Linked DNA regions of Mus musculus: region 2 is linked to region 1. The links are chromatin contacts, called in public HiChIP or PLAC-seq maps. All regions are on one chromosome and are shown on one strand. Each heading gives the region's core, a stretch centred on a gene start, on an enhancer-like site or on the middle of the called end of the contact. The rest is flanking DNA. Distances are from core to core; before and after follow the strand shown.

What was found. HiChIP or PLAC-seq counts read pairs in DNA pulled down with a chosen protein or histone mark.
Region 2: a contact with region 1 is called in an H3K4me3 HiChIP or PLAC-seq map of embryonic basal ganglia, with 2.5 times the contacts expected there. The contact joins two enhancer-like sites. A contact is called at or near these places in 6 of 115 datasets of contacts at active chromatin or transcription factors (astrocytes, embryonic basal ganglia, embryonic hindbrain and 3 more).

Annotation. Positions count from the first base shown.
Region 1 is chr5:112,658,829-112,665,108 of GRCm38.p6, reverse strand. All of the region lies in intron 1 of Gm30529 (predicted gene, 30529), which reads right to left. Among named protein-coding and RNA genes, the nearest start is that of Gm30529, 13 kb to the right of the region's middle. RefSeq lists an enhancer at 1-2,064. Within about 2 kb of position 3,973, at least 15 of the 459 cell types and tissues checked have an H3K27ac peak or open chromatin away from gene starts, as enhancers often do. A contact at or near this core is called in embryonic basal ganglia, where this site is marked.
Region 2 is chr5:112,823,017-112,829,296 of GRCm38.p6, reverse strand. Myo18b (myosin XVIIIb) reads left to right here. Exons shown (of 44, transcript NM_028901.2): 21 at 1,211-1,320. Among named protein-coding and RNA genes, the nearest start is that of 1700095B10Rik, 33 kb to the right of the region's middle. Within about 2 kb of position 4,051, at least 28 of the 459 cell types and tissues checked have an H3K27ac peak or open chromatin away from gene starts, as enhancers often do. A contact at or near this core is called in embryonic basal ganglia, where this site is marked.

The DNA.
Region 1 (6,280 bases), core at 2,724-5,223:
ATACACATACATACATACATACACTAAACATACATACATACATACATATACTACACACGTATATACACATGTACCACACACATACATACATACATACACTACACACGTATATACACATGTACCACATACACACACACATATATTACACACATGTACACATATGCACCATACACATACACCACGCATATATACACATACATACATATACCACACACACATACACACATGCACCACACACACACACATCTACCGTGCATATATACACAGGCACCACTCACATACACACACACAGACATTCACCACACACTCATACACATACATGCACTATGCACACACACACACAATATTTTTGAGAAAATAAAACAATAATAAAGACCGACTAGATGGTTTAAGAGACATTCCAGGCAGATGGAGTTTTAGTTCTGTGACCGTGGGTGTAGGCAAATCCAGGACACAGCTACATATTTGCACAATTTGGAATTGAGTTTCTCTGTGACTTGAGGCCCAGCCACCTAGGACAAATGTCCTGCTTGTGCAGAACACGGCACAGACCTCAGAGTCTGCAGAAAAAGTGGGAGCCAGGAAGCATCAATGACTAGCTCAAGGTTAAAACAGTTATCCAGAGCCCAGGACCCCTGACTTCAAGTCCTCCCTACCTCTCACCACAACAGGTCGGGGTTCAAATCCCTTCCCTGGAGTACCCGTATCATGTGATCTCCCACACTGCCCTGACCCACCCCTCCCACCCTGCAGCTTCTCTTGCTTTCAATGACTAGGCATCTCTCTTCTGCAGCAACTTGAGCTTCTTCCTGGCCCAGGTGGCTCCCAACATTTCAGGCCCTGCTGATCCCTGCAGAGCAGAGGAGGGAGGAAGTGTGAGGAGATGGACAGCCACCTAGGACAAACGTCCTGTGATTTGGAAGCCTTTGGTGACAAACACACAAAGGGCCAGGTAAGAATAGCTCGTTGGAACTGTATAAATAGGAACCTACTGGGCCTTCATGCTCGCTGCTACAATAATGAGCATGCCTGCCTTTTGCTAACAACATTTTAAGTCAGTAATTGGCCCAACAGGGGACACAGACTGTACATGGAGCTACAGAATAGCACAGAAAATCCCAGAAAGGCTTCACCTCCCATCTGCAGAGCTGCCTGCCAGCCACACCCCATGGGGCTGCATTCCTTCATTGAGAAGGAATGCTAAAAGACATTCAACACAGATGGGGTTTGGGGGGGGGCCTCCCTCCCCGGAGCCTCCTCCACATCAGAACACTCTTTGATATCCCTTTCCTCCCTCCCCTGGGGTCCCTGCTCTAAAGGATGCAGAAGCCCAAACTGCTCTGATCTGCTCAAAAGGATGCATTTGCCTTGGATCTGTGGAGTGAGTGATTGCTCTAGTAATATGGAGCCTCTGAGAGATGAGTGGACCGTCTCATGTGAACTAATAATGCCATCAGTCAGAAGAGGACTCTGCGGATGCCCATCAGAGCCCAGGGACAGGGTTCACAGCCTCACCTCACCCAACCCTCTTGAGGTTATCACAATGCCCTCAATTCAAAATAGAGGACACAGGGCCACAGAGGGATCTGGAGCTGGCCAAGCCAGCTCTGAATTCGGATTTACCCCCAAAGTCATTCTAGCCATAGCCCAAGCTCCTTGGGGGAAGCGCTTTCAATTTCTTTTGCAAGGTTAAATCTTTTACTTTGTTCTCAAACTTAATAATTAATGCAGCAGAATTTGAGAGAGCCCCAAAAGCCTACTCATATCAACCAGTTAGCTACAAATACAGCCGTTTTAAACCTCCGTTTAAACTGGAGTCCTGTGTTCTCAGCTCTTTGTGGTTTATGGGTTTCAGCAGGTAATCATGAACACACCAAGGGAGGAGTTGATGAATAACAAGCTTGTCGCCACCTTCTTCCTCTACACCCAGGGCAGACATTAGTAATCAATCAAGGATGTCTTTCCTGCTGGAGCTTGTATATAGCTACAGGCAGGGACTCCCAGTGAACTAGATTTTACAAAGAAATAAAACCTGTTTATTTACACTGTTGAAGACCCTCTGGGTGACATAAAGGATGTGCAATGTGACTGTCTATTGTCAACATTTTTATTGCTTACAAGAAAATTCTTCCAATCCAAAGTAAATTGTTTTGCAATATAACATAGGTACTCCTATTCGAGGCAAGCAAAGCCGGAAGTGCTCCAGACTTTTCTTTTCTTTTTTTTTTTTTTTTAAGCCCATTGTCTTAGTCAAGGTTTTTGTTCCTACAAAAAAACATCATGACCAAGAAGCAAGTTGGGCAGGAAAGGGTTAATTCAGCTTACACATCCACATTGCTGTTCATCACCAAGTGAAATCAGGACAGGAACTCACACAGAGCAGAAACCTGGAGGCAGAAGCTGATGCAGAAGCCATGGAGGGATGCTGCTTACTGGCTTGCTTCCCCTGGCTTGCTCAGTTTGCTTTCTTATAGAATCCAGGACCACCAGCCCAGGGGTGGCCCTGCCCACAGTGGGCCCTCCCACTGTTGATCACTAATTGAGAAAATGCCTTACAGCTGGATCTCATGGAGGCATGTCCTCACGGGAGGCTCCTTTCTCTGTGATAACTCCAGCTTGTGTCAAGTTGACACACAAAACCAGCCAGTACACTCTGATTTTCCAAAACTTTTCAACTTTGGGCCAGTTTAGATTTGGGATTCTTAAACTTAGGATGCTCAGCCAGGGTTTTGGCAAACATTCCCAAGTACCAGAAAAGGGGGGAGGGAGGCTTGAAATCTAAACAGTTCAGCTCCCAAGCACTTCTGAGGTTTGACTTGCTCTCATGCTGATAACGGGGGAGGTCATAGGTGATGATGTCTGCCGCATCAAGATCAACCAGGGGAGAATACATGGGTTCACCAGCAAGGCACACAAGGGGTATCCATGAAGCTGAGGAGGACGGAACTCAGTCAGACCAGAAAGAAAGGGCAGATAGACAGATGGACAGCGGTGGAGTCCATGGGCTTCAGGGCCTAAGTCAATCCTGGTGGAGGAGGTAAACTTTGTTCATTTTTAAAGGATGTGGTGTAGCTTGCTGGTAGAATGTTTGCCTAACATTCATAAGGCTCTGGGTTTGACCCCAACCATTTATAAAGAAACCGTGGTGTGTATCAACACCTCTATACAGGATATCTCTTCCCTTGCCCTTCCCCCTTCTACATGTGCAGCCGTGGCAACAGGGAGAGCTGCTGGTGGGCCTGGCAGAGTCTGGCTTTGATGGGCAAGAGAGTATTAGAGTTTGTAAATGTGATGGTGACTCAGACAAAGACCTTGTCCGACACCTCTAGATGCTGTGTGGTCAGCAAGTATTACACAAATTCTTCTGAGTAAGACAGTCTGTATCCTCACCTCCCTAGGGGCCATGGTCACAAGGATGGTGATTCTTGGGGACATTTCCAGGAGAACCAAAGAAGGTGTGGAGGGGGAACCAAAATCAGAGTGAGGGAGACATTACTGAGGAGATCTGATGAGTCTAGCCTGGGCCACCTAGGCTGGGAGATGAGGGCATCTGCAGACGCCTAAATGAGTCCAAGAGACTTTTCTTTAGGGAGGTGTATCTTTTTTTCCCCCCTTTCGAGACAGGGTTTCTCTGTATAGCTCTGGCTGCCCTGGCAAGGGACATGGAAAAGTCACCATTCTCCGAACCTGTATCCAAGGCAGACATTACCAATCAATCACAGAGCTCTTTCTCATGCAGTGTGGAGTATCCTTTCGGTCGACAGGGGGAGCTCAGATAGGTATTAGCTGTGTACTGATCTTGGAGACCTGGACAACACCTCCCTGAACTAAGCTGTGATCAGCTACTTTTGAATCTATTCCAGCTTGGATCTATTGCTACTGCCTTCCAGCTCTATCCTCACCCCACCCCCCCACCCCCAAGAGAGTGGTTCACAGAATTATTCTCACAATCCCGCAGACAGCATCAGCCTCATTAAACCAATGAAAGATCAGCCCTCTACTGGAGGTTTATTATGTGCGACTCAAAATCAACCCCCTGCTGCTCACGCCCTCTGTAGAGGCTTTGGGAAGAAGAAATTACGTGTTGCCCCAGAGAAGGAGGGAGGAGGTGTGGGCTGAGGTTGCAGCATGTCGCACGTCTTGCACGTCTTACAGATTTGTGTAGTGACAGTGCAGAGGCTTGTTGTGACAGCCTGGGGCAGACGCTGCAACTCAGAATCTTGGGAGACTCCAGTTAATGCACACTGAGGTTTTAAATGTTCTATCAACCTGTGACCCGTGCGACTAGGGAACAAACATTTCCCCCAAGGACTGTCATTGTAAAGAGATCACATACCTCCCTGGCACACAACCTCTTTGACCTCTTCAGGACAGGGATCCTGTCAACAGCCCAACACCCCACCTCCCCCCAACACATACACCTCTTGGTGTCTCACTTCATTGTTATGATGAGGTAGTGCTGAGTTCTAATGTGGTCTGAGGCTTCTCTAAAGGAGAATGATATGAATTGAGTAATCACTGAAGTTGTTCTAAAAGAGCCTTGGGAGAGCCTTGTTCCTCCTCCCACTGTGGATTGAGAGTCTCAGCCATGCAAGGAGGCCAAGGAGTCAAACAGCTAAAGGCAGATAGAATCTTCTGGAGCAGAAGCCATCGGATAGAAGGACATTAGGACTGCGTGACAGAAAGCTGGAATCCCTGGCCCTGGTTTCTGAGCCCCTGGCCCTTTATCTATAGCCTGTCCATTCTGTCATCCTCATAATAACATGAGCTAATAACTGCCATCGGCCCCTGTTTAATTCATTTTAGCTGAAGCTAACTTGAGTTCACTATTTCTCACGAATGCAGACTCCTGCCTGGCAAGGAGAAAGTATGGGCTCCACAGCTTGCAGCAGGCACATGGTGCAGGTTCAAGGTGGCCCTGCTGACCCTGAGTCCTTAGCTGGCAATCCCAAGGTCAAGACCTGTGGCTGGTATTTCATCCATTGTGTGGGTCCCAAGAAGCAGGGGTTAACTATGGGGCTGGTGGCACAGAGACAAGACATCCACCCTTCATCTTTGATATCCAAGCATCTGGCTACCAGCTTGGTACCCCAGGACTTGACAATTCAACCACTGGGGGGAACTTAGGCAGGCCACCAGGCTTCCTTCTCCTCACCCCCAGGTTGTGCCAGAATTGTATTTTATTTGGATTTCTGTCTCTTGAGCTGATTCAAAACCAAAGAGATCCAGCCACAGGTGCTGTCCTCTGTCCACCCGAGACACAGCATAGGTTGGCTTGAATGGTCCTCCAACTGATAAGCCAGAGACTGCAAGGCCTTCCAGCTGTGCAACGGTTCTAACACAGAGATCTCTCATGCAGAACTGCAGAAGAGAACGGGGATCCAGGGTAAACAGTCTGTGGAAATGAGGAACCAGGGTGTGAAGGGGGCAGTCGGTGCTGCCTTCCCTCGCCAGGCTACTTAGCATCAGCAAGGAGCTCTGGTGGCTGGCTCTGTCAGTCCCCACACCATTCTCTGAATGAAGGGTGAAGACAGTTGACCCCACTTGGCAGAGAAGACTATTAAGGCAACAGAGACTGCAGTGATCCTAGGTGTCAAAGGTCACAGAGGGAAAGGGCAGCTGGGGGGCAGAAGGTGACATGCCTGGCTGGAGCCTAACTTTATTTGCCTGTCACATGGGCCGAGCTAGTTGTTTCTCTTCCTGGTTAACTGACATTCCTACTTTTTCCAGCCACTTCCAAGCACTGATGTTTGTCACTCTGGCAGGAAATGCCATTCAGCTACAAGACACGTTTCCATTCCATACCAGTCCTTTCCAGATGTGACCTGTAGAAACTGTAATAACAGAACTTAAAAGTGAACAGGGTTGGGCTGGAGAGATGGATCAGCGGTTGAGAGCACTGACTACTTTTCCAGAGGTCTTGAGTTCAATTCCCAGCAACCACATGGTGGCTCACAACCATCTATAATGGAATCTGATGCCCTCATCTGGTGTGTCTGAAGACAGTGTACTCACACATATAAAATAAATAAATAAATAAACAAATAGTTTTTTTAAAAAATGAATGGGGTGGGGAATAGAGACAGATAGATCTTCGAAGCAAATTGGCAAACCAGTCTAAACTTAGCAATGAACCACAAGTTCAGTGAGATACCCTGTCCCCAAAAAACAAAGGTGGACACCAATCCAGGAAAGATGCCCCACACAGTCAGAGCAGGGAAAGCATGTGACAGACTGACATTCAGGGCTCCTTCCAGCTGTATTGGTCAGTTTGCTGGCT
Region 2 (6,280 bases), core at 2,802-5,301, 160 kb before region 1:
TCCCATGCAGCCTGCTTGTATAATGTCTCTGATGTCCCATGTTGTGGTCCCTGCAAACCCAGTGTCAACACACACACACACACACACACACACACACACACACACACACACACGCTACCACACACATCACCTCAGACAGAAGAAGACAGACAATGTCATAAGAAAAAAAAGGGAAGCTGGGAGTCCTTAGCACAAAGCTGAGATCCACCCTCTATATATACACACACACACACACACACACACACACACACACACACACACACACACACAAACAAACAAAACCACACACACAAAACCACACACACAAAACCACACACAACCACACATGTCAGCTCAGGCAGAGGGAAATGGACAATGTCATAGGGGAAAATAAAGGGAGTTTACAAAGGGAGTTCATAGCTGGCAGCCAGGCCCCACAGCCAGTAAAGCTGCCTGACTCATAGCAGGTCTGTGGTGTTCTAGAGCATGTACATATGTGTACATGTATGTGAGCATGCCTGTGTATATGTGATTACGTGTGTGTTTATGAGTTTGCGTGTGTATGTGATGTGTTCATGTCTGCATGAGTGTGTATGTGTGTGTGTTGTATGCTGTGTTTGTGATAATGTGTTCATGTGATGTGTGTGGTATGTGTGTTTATGATATATGTGTATGGTATGATGTGCGTGGTGTCTCCTGTCTGTGCACAGTACTCTTTCTTGCTTCATAGATTATATGAGAAGCACGCATGATGCTGCCTTGGGCAGTGTACAGAGGCTTTAAACGCAGTTCCCTATGGGACACTGGAGGGAAAGGTATCAAAGAGGGAGGGAGCGAGAGAGAGGGGGAGGAGAGAGAGGGGGAAGAGAGAGAGAGAGGAGAGAGGAGAGAGGAGAGAGAGGAGAGAGGGGAGAGGGGAGAGGGGAGAGGGGAGAGGGGAGAGGGGAGAGGGGAGAGGGGAGAGGGGAGAGAGGAGAGAGGAGAGGGGAGAGGGGAGAGGGGAGAGAGGAGAGAGGAGAGAGGAGAGAGGAGAGAGGAGAGAGAGGAGAGAGGAGAGAGAGGAGAGAGGAGAGATGCTGCAGGGTTTCCCAGAAGGTCTTGCTGAGGACAAAGACTGTTCACAGAACCCCCAGAGCAGGGACATGTGTGCAGCAGCCAGTTCTGACTGAGCACTGATGGACCGAGCTTTGCCTATGTCTCCCCACCCGTGACTGGCCTGCTCTGTCCCCAGGTTACGCTGAACACATGGGGCTCGCTCAGTTCCGCCGTCGGTTCCAGGTGCTGGACCCTGCACTGCTAAAGAAGCTTGACTTGACCTCCGAGGAACTGGATGAAAGGAAGGTGTGTAAAGTGGGTCTCGGGTAGGAAGAGGCCACAGAGCCTGTATTGTGTGGGTTGCTCATGGCACAGATTGACCAGGAAGGATCTGAGAGGGGGCTGCAGAGAGTAGCATGAGATTTGAGTCAGACCGCAGCCCCAGACTCCATCCTACCACCCAACAATGTCCTTGAGACTATTCCTACTCAGAATGCCCTCTGAAGCCTGCATGGGGAACATGAAAGGTAAGAATTAGAGGAAATAGCCTGGTTGGCTATGTGTCCGACTTCACAAGGACTGTGGTGGCACAAAACCCAAGGAGACTGAGCCCCTGAGGCCTGAGGTGGTGTATGGGAATGTTTGAGCAGTACTTCACATGACGGTGTAGTGACCAGACTGTCTCAGGGCCTTTGCACTGGCTGTCCTCTCTCCAGGGGACATTCTCTGATGTCCCCTTTGCTAACCTCAGCTCAGGGACACTCATTCCAGGCTCCTCTAGCTCTGATGTCTCAATGGTCCTTGTCTTTAATTGAAATTAAGTTTGCCAGCAAGTACTCAATAACTTACCCAGGTGGCTGAATAAACAAGCATGTATTCAGTGTTTGCACACATATATGGACTCAGACACACACGGGCACATGCACACAAACATGCTGGTGAGCACATATACACATGTGCACATGCACATAGAGACACATACAGACATACACACAGACATGTACACACATATGCACACACACATACATACACACAGAGACACACACAGGCACAGGCACATGCTTGTGTACATATACACACATGTTCACATGCACACAGACACATACAGATACATATACATACACACACAGATACACACACAGACACACTCAGACACACACAGACATACACAGTCATACTCAGACACACACAGATATGCAAACCTACACACATATGCACATGCACACAGAGACACATACAGACATACACACAGACACATATACACACACACATACATACACACACAGAGACACACAGCCACATGCACAAGCACATGCTTGTGTGCACATACATACATGTGCACATGCACACAGACATATACACACACAGATACAGACACACTCAGACACACACAGACATACAGACACACTCAGACACACAGAAACACAAACATGCACACATATGCACATGCACACAGACACACACACACATATAGATACACACACACATACAGATACACATATATGTATACACACAGATACACACACATACAGATACACACACACACACACACACACACACACAATCTATCTCAATTCTTTCCCCCTGCCTTCCTGTTTCCAGTCCTGCTCTAACCCGTGAAGCCTCACCTCACCCCTCACACCCTCCTGTCCCCAGTGGAGCTACCAATGAAGGATGGTTGTGGGTTCAGTGGTTAGAGATGCCTGGTGCATTCATGGTGCAGGTTCGAGAAGCAAGTACACTCAGTCACTTTGGCAAATGGGTCCTTTGAAGATGATGCAAGTATCGGGCCCTTAGAAATGAATTCCACAGGTGTTAATGGGCTTGTTCCTTGAAATCCAGATTCTAAATTCCAGGGGAGGGTTGTTCGGAGCATATGGGTCTTGGGGTCAGTCAGATATGCATTGACTTCAGCTCTCACACCGGCAAGTGACTTTCAATCTGCCTCAGTCTTTTCACCTTTAAAGTGGGAGCAGCAGCAGCGGCTGCCTCCATCAGGACTCTGATGATAAGATACTGTAAAATAGCTGATGTGCCGTGCACAGGTCCTGGCACACAGGAGGGGCTTTCACATGTGTTATCTGCCTCCACCAACTACAGTGGCAATGATTGAAGCATCTTTCAAGGTCAAGGTAAAGGGTGGTTGGTCCATAGTCTTCACAGCCAAAGTGCACCATCACTTCTGCACTCCCTCGTATGAGTGTGTGTGTGTCTGTGTACATGCATGCATGTGTGTGTGTGCATGCATGCATGTGTGTGTGTGTGTGTGTCTGTGTGCGTGTGTGTCTGTGTGTGTGTGCATACACATGCCCAAGTGTACTTGGAGTTCTTCACACTGCCATCCCCAATGAACCGTGAGGTTGCAGGGGTGAATGGCATCACAGTCTTAGGTCCCTTGGTTTCTGTCCAGGGCACAGGTTGGCTCCAGCAGACAGACAGCTCCTTCTGTGGGGTCTCTCCCCTCGGTGTGAGAGTAAGCTGCCCTCTCTATGTTTGGCAGCTCACTTTGGAAGCCCTACAGTTTGCTTTGGTTCCAACCCAATCAGCTTCCGGGGTCCTTTCTTCTTGGTCCATGCATGCTTGATCGCCATACAGAAGGTCCACAGTGCTGGAGACTATGTGGCTCCTGCCCAGTTGGGAGCAGAGCAGACTTGGGATGTGAGGGAGCTTCCTACAGGGGTGACGGGCGCAGTACACAGCAGCATTTAGACTTTGGACTCGTCAGCAGGATTCTGCAGCAGCTAAGCCAAATCCACCTCTATCCACACACATTCCAGGCCCTAGAGAATGGAAAATTACCAGTGCAATGGACTTGCTTGGGAGAATTTTTTTTCCTTCTTATTCTTTCTTCCTATTTGTTCACAAATTTCATTTGCTGGGGCATAGAATTTCAGTAGCAAAGAAAGAAAAAAACATCATCCTGCCTCTTATGAAAAAGCTAATAAATATTCATTTGTCAGGCACCGTGATGGGCCATGAATTATACATGAGTGTGTACTCGTGGGCAAGCCGGCAGGCTCTGCACACAGAGTGGTTAAGACCTTGGAATCCAGTGAGACAAATCTGACAGCTAAGAAAGGTCAATGTCACCCTCAGACACTAGACGGCAGCAGACGGGATTCTTGTCGGGGTGGAAAATGGACCCTAGCAAAGTCCCCTTTGCACCTGACATGTGGTATCTTCGCATGCTGGGCTGGTTCCACCGAGAGGCACCCTGCCTGGGTACTGGGCACCCTCACGTTCACATCACAAAATAGTTTCCTGGTGTTGGGGTGCACGCTTGAGATCCCAATACTAAGGGGGTAGGAGCAGAAGGATCAGAAGTTTACATTCACCAAGGCACAAGGTGAGTTTCCAGTCTCCAGGACAAAGCCTTTCTTTTCTCTTCAGAAGCAGCTGGAGCAGGACGATAGAGCCAGGCAGAAATAGAGGCGGGATTCAAACCCACACTCTCATCTGGGTCCTTACACAGAACACTAACAATAATTATTATGGGCAGAGAGATGGTCTATCAGTTAAGAGCACTTGCTGTAATTGCAGGTGACCCAGGTTCACCCGCATATGGCGACTCACCCCCTCCCTCCCCGCACTGTTCCCTCACCCGTGTAAGTTACTCGAGTAAGCTCCAGGGAAGACAATACTTTCTTTGGCTTCCATCACACCTGTCTATACTGTATTCAGTTCTTTACGCACTGGAGAGGGAGCTGTCCACACTTGCGGTGCTGAAACTTGCTCTCTGGACGTTAATCCCAGCACCTTTCCCTGCGCACTTGCTGGGTCCCTGCCTCTGGATAGCTCTTTGCTTCACTACATACTCTTTCTCCATCACACTAGCCCACGCCATTACGCGTGCAGGGTGTTTGCTGATGCGCCTCTTTGCTGCCTGATGCTTACAGTCAGGACCCTGAGGGTTAAATGAAGCCTTCTGTCTTTAACTGTGATGTGGTCCATGTGTGAGGAAGGGATTCATGAGTTCAAGGTGAAGGCTTTGACTTCAACCTGCAGATGTCTGAACAAGCTCAATGCAGTCACCCAGTTCAGCCCTGGGTTTTTCTCAAGCTCTTGTGGCCCCATGTGAGACACCACTCTTTATTCTTCCTGGCTACATCCTGCTCCAACATCCTAGACACAGGAAGCCCTGTGACAGAACTCTGGGGCAGGATTTTTACATCTAATTGATCTATCAATTATTAAGAGACAGATGTTAACGCCCTTGGCCACTCATATTGAGCTGTCTTACTTTTTCTAATTCTCTCCCTGTTCTGCTTTGCACGCCTTGAGGCTCTCTGCCTAGGCTCTAAGAATCTACCTGGCTGGCTGGCAGGTTAACGCTTTCATCACCGGACACGTCCCTCGTCATTTGTAGCAGCGGCTTTGGTTTAAGTCCAGTTAGTTGTCTTTGTGTCAGAGTGATGGTATGTTTCTTAAATTCGCAGTCTGAAGAGTGTTGCTTGTATTTGTTCTGCCCCCTCAACTGGGCTCCAGACTGAATCAAAAGAAAGCTTTTGTTCCACAGACCCACCTCCTCCTGACGCCTTGGTGCCATTGTTATAGGTAGATGCCATAAACCCATTAATACAGCTCAATATTTTAAACTTAATCTTATGTCTTTTTAATTCACTTAAGATATATTTTCATATTTTAGCTTTTGAGACAGTCTCGCCATATAGACCTCATTATCCTGGAACTTGCTCGTAGACCAGGTTAACCTCTAACCCAGAAATCCTCCTGCTTCTGCCTCCTGAGTTCTGAGGCTAAAGGCATGCACCATGACACAAGGCTTCAGACTGTTTTCTAATTGTTTCCTGTAAATGCGTTCTGCTATTCTCCAGTCTTTAAAGGTTTGAGTCAACATTTCCTTCAGCCTCAAATCTGAATACAAGATCTGGTAGCACTGACTTTCCCAGCCTGTGTGTGCATGGGTGGAGCTTGTTTTGGGAGGATTAGAAGCACAGCTCTGTAAGGTATTGATTGACAAAGGGTTTTCCCCTCTCAGCATCTTTACCGTGCAGTTACACTGACTTCTGGGCTTCATTACTCAGGGTCGTGTTTGCTTTCTATGGCTGTGACAAACACCATGGATTAAAGGAACATAGAGACACAAAGGGTTACTTCATCTTCCAGGTGACTGTCCGTCACAAGGCAGATCGAGTGAGGACTCAAGCAAGAACTTAAAGAGACGCCTCAGAGGAACTCTGCGTGCTTCTCCATGTTTTTTTCTTTCTCCCTCCTCTCTTATACAGCCCAGGACCACCTTTCTAGGGAA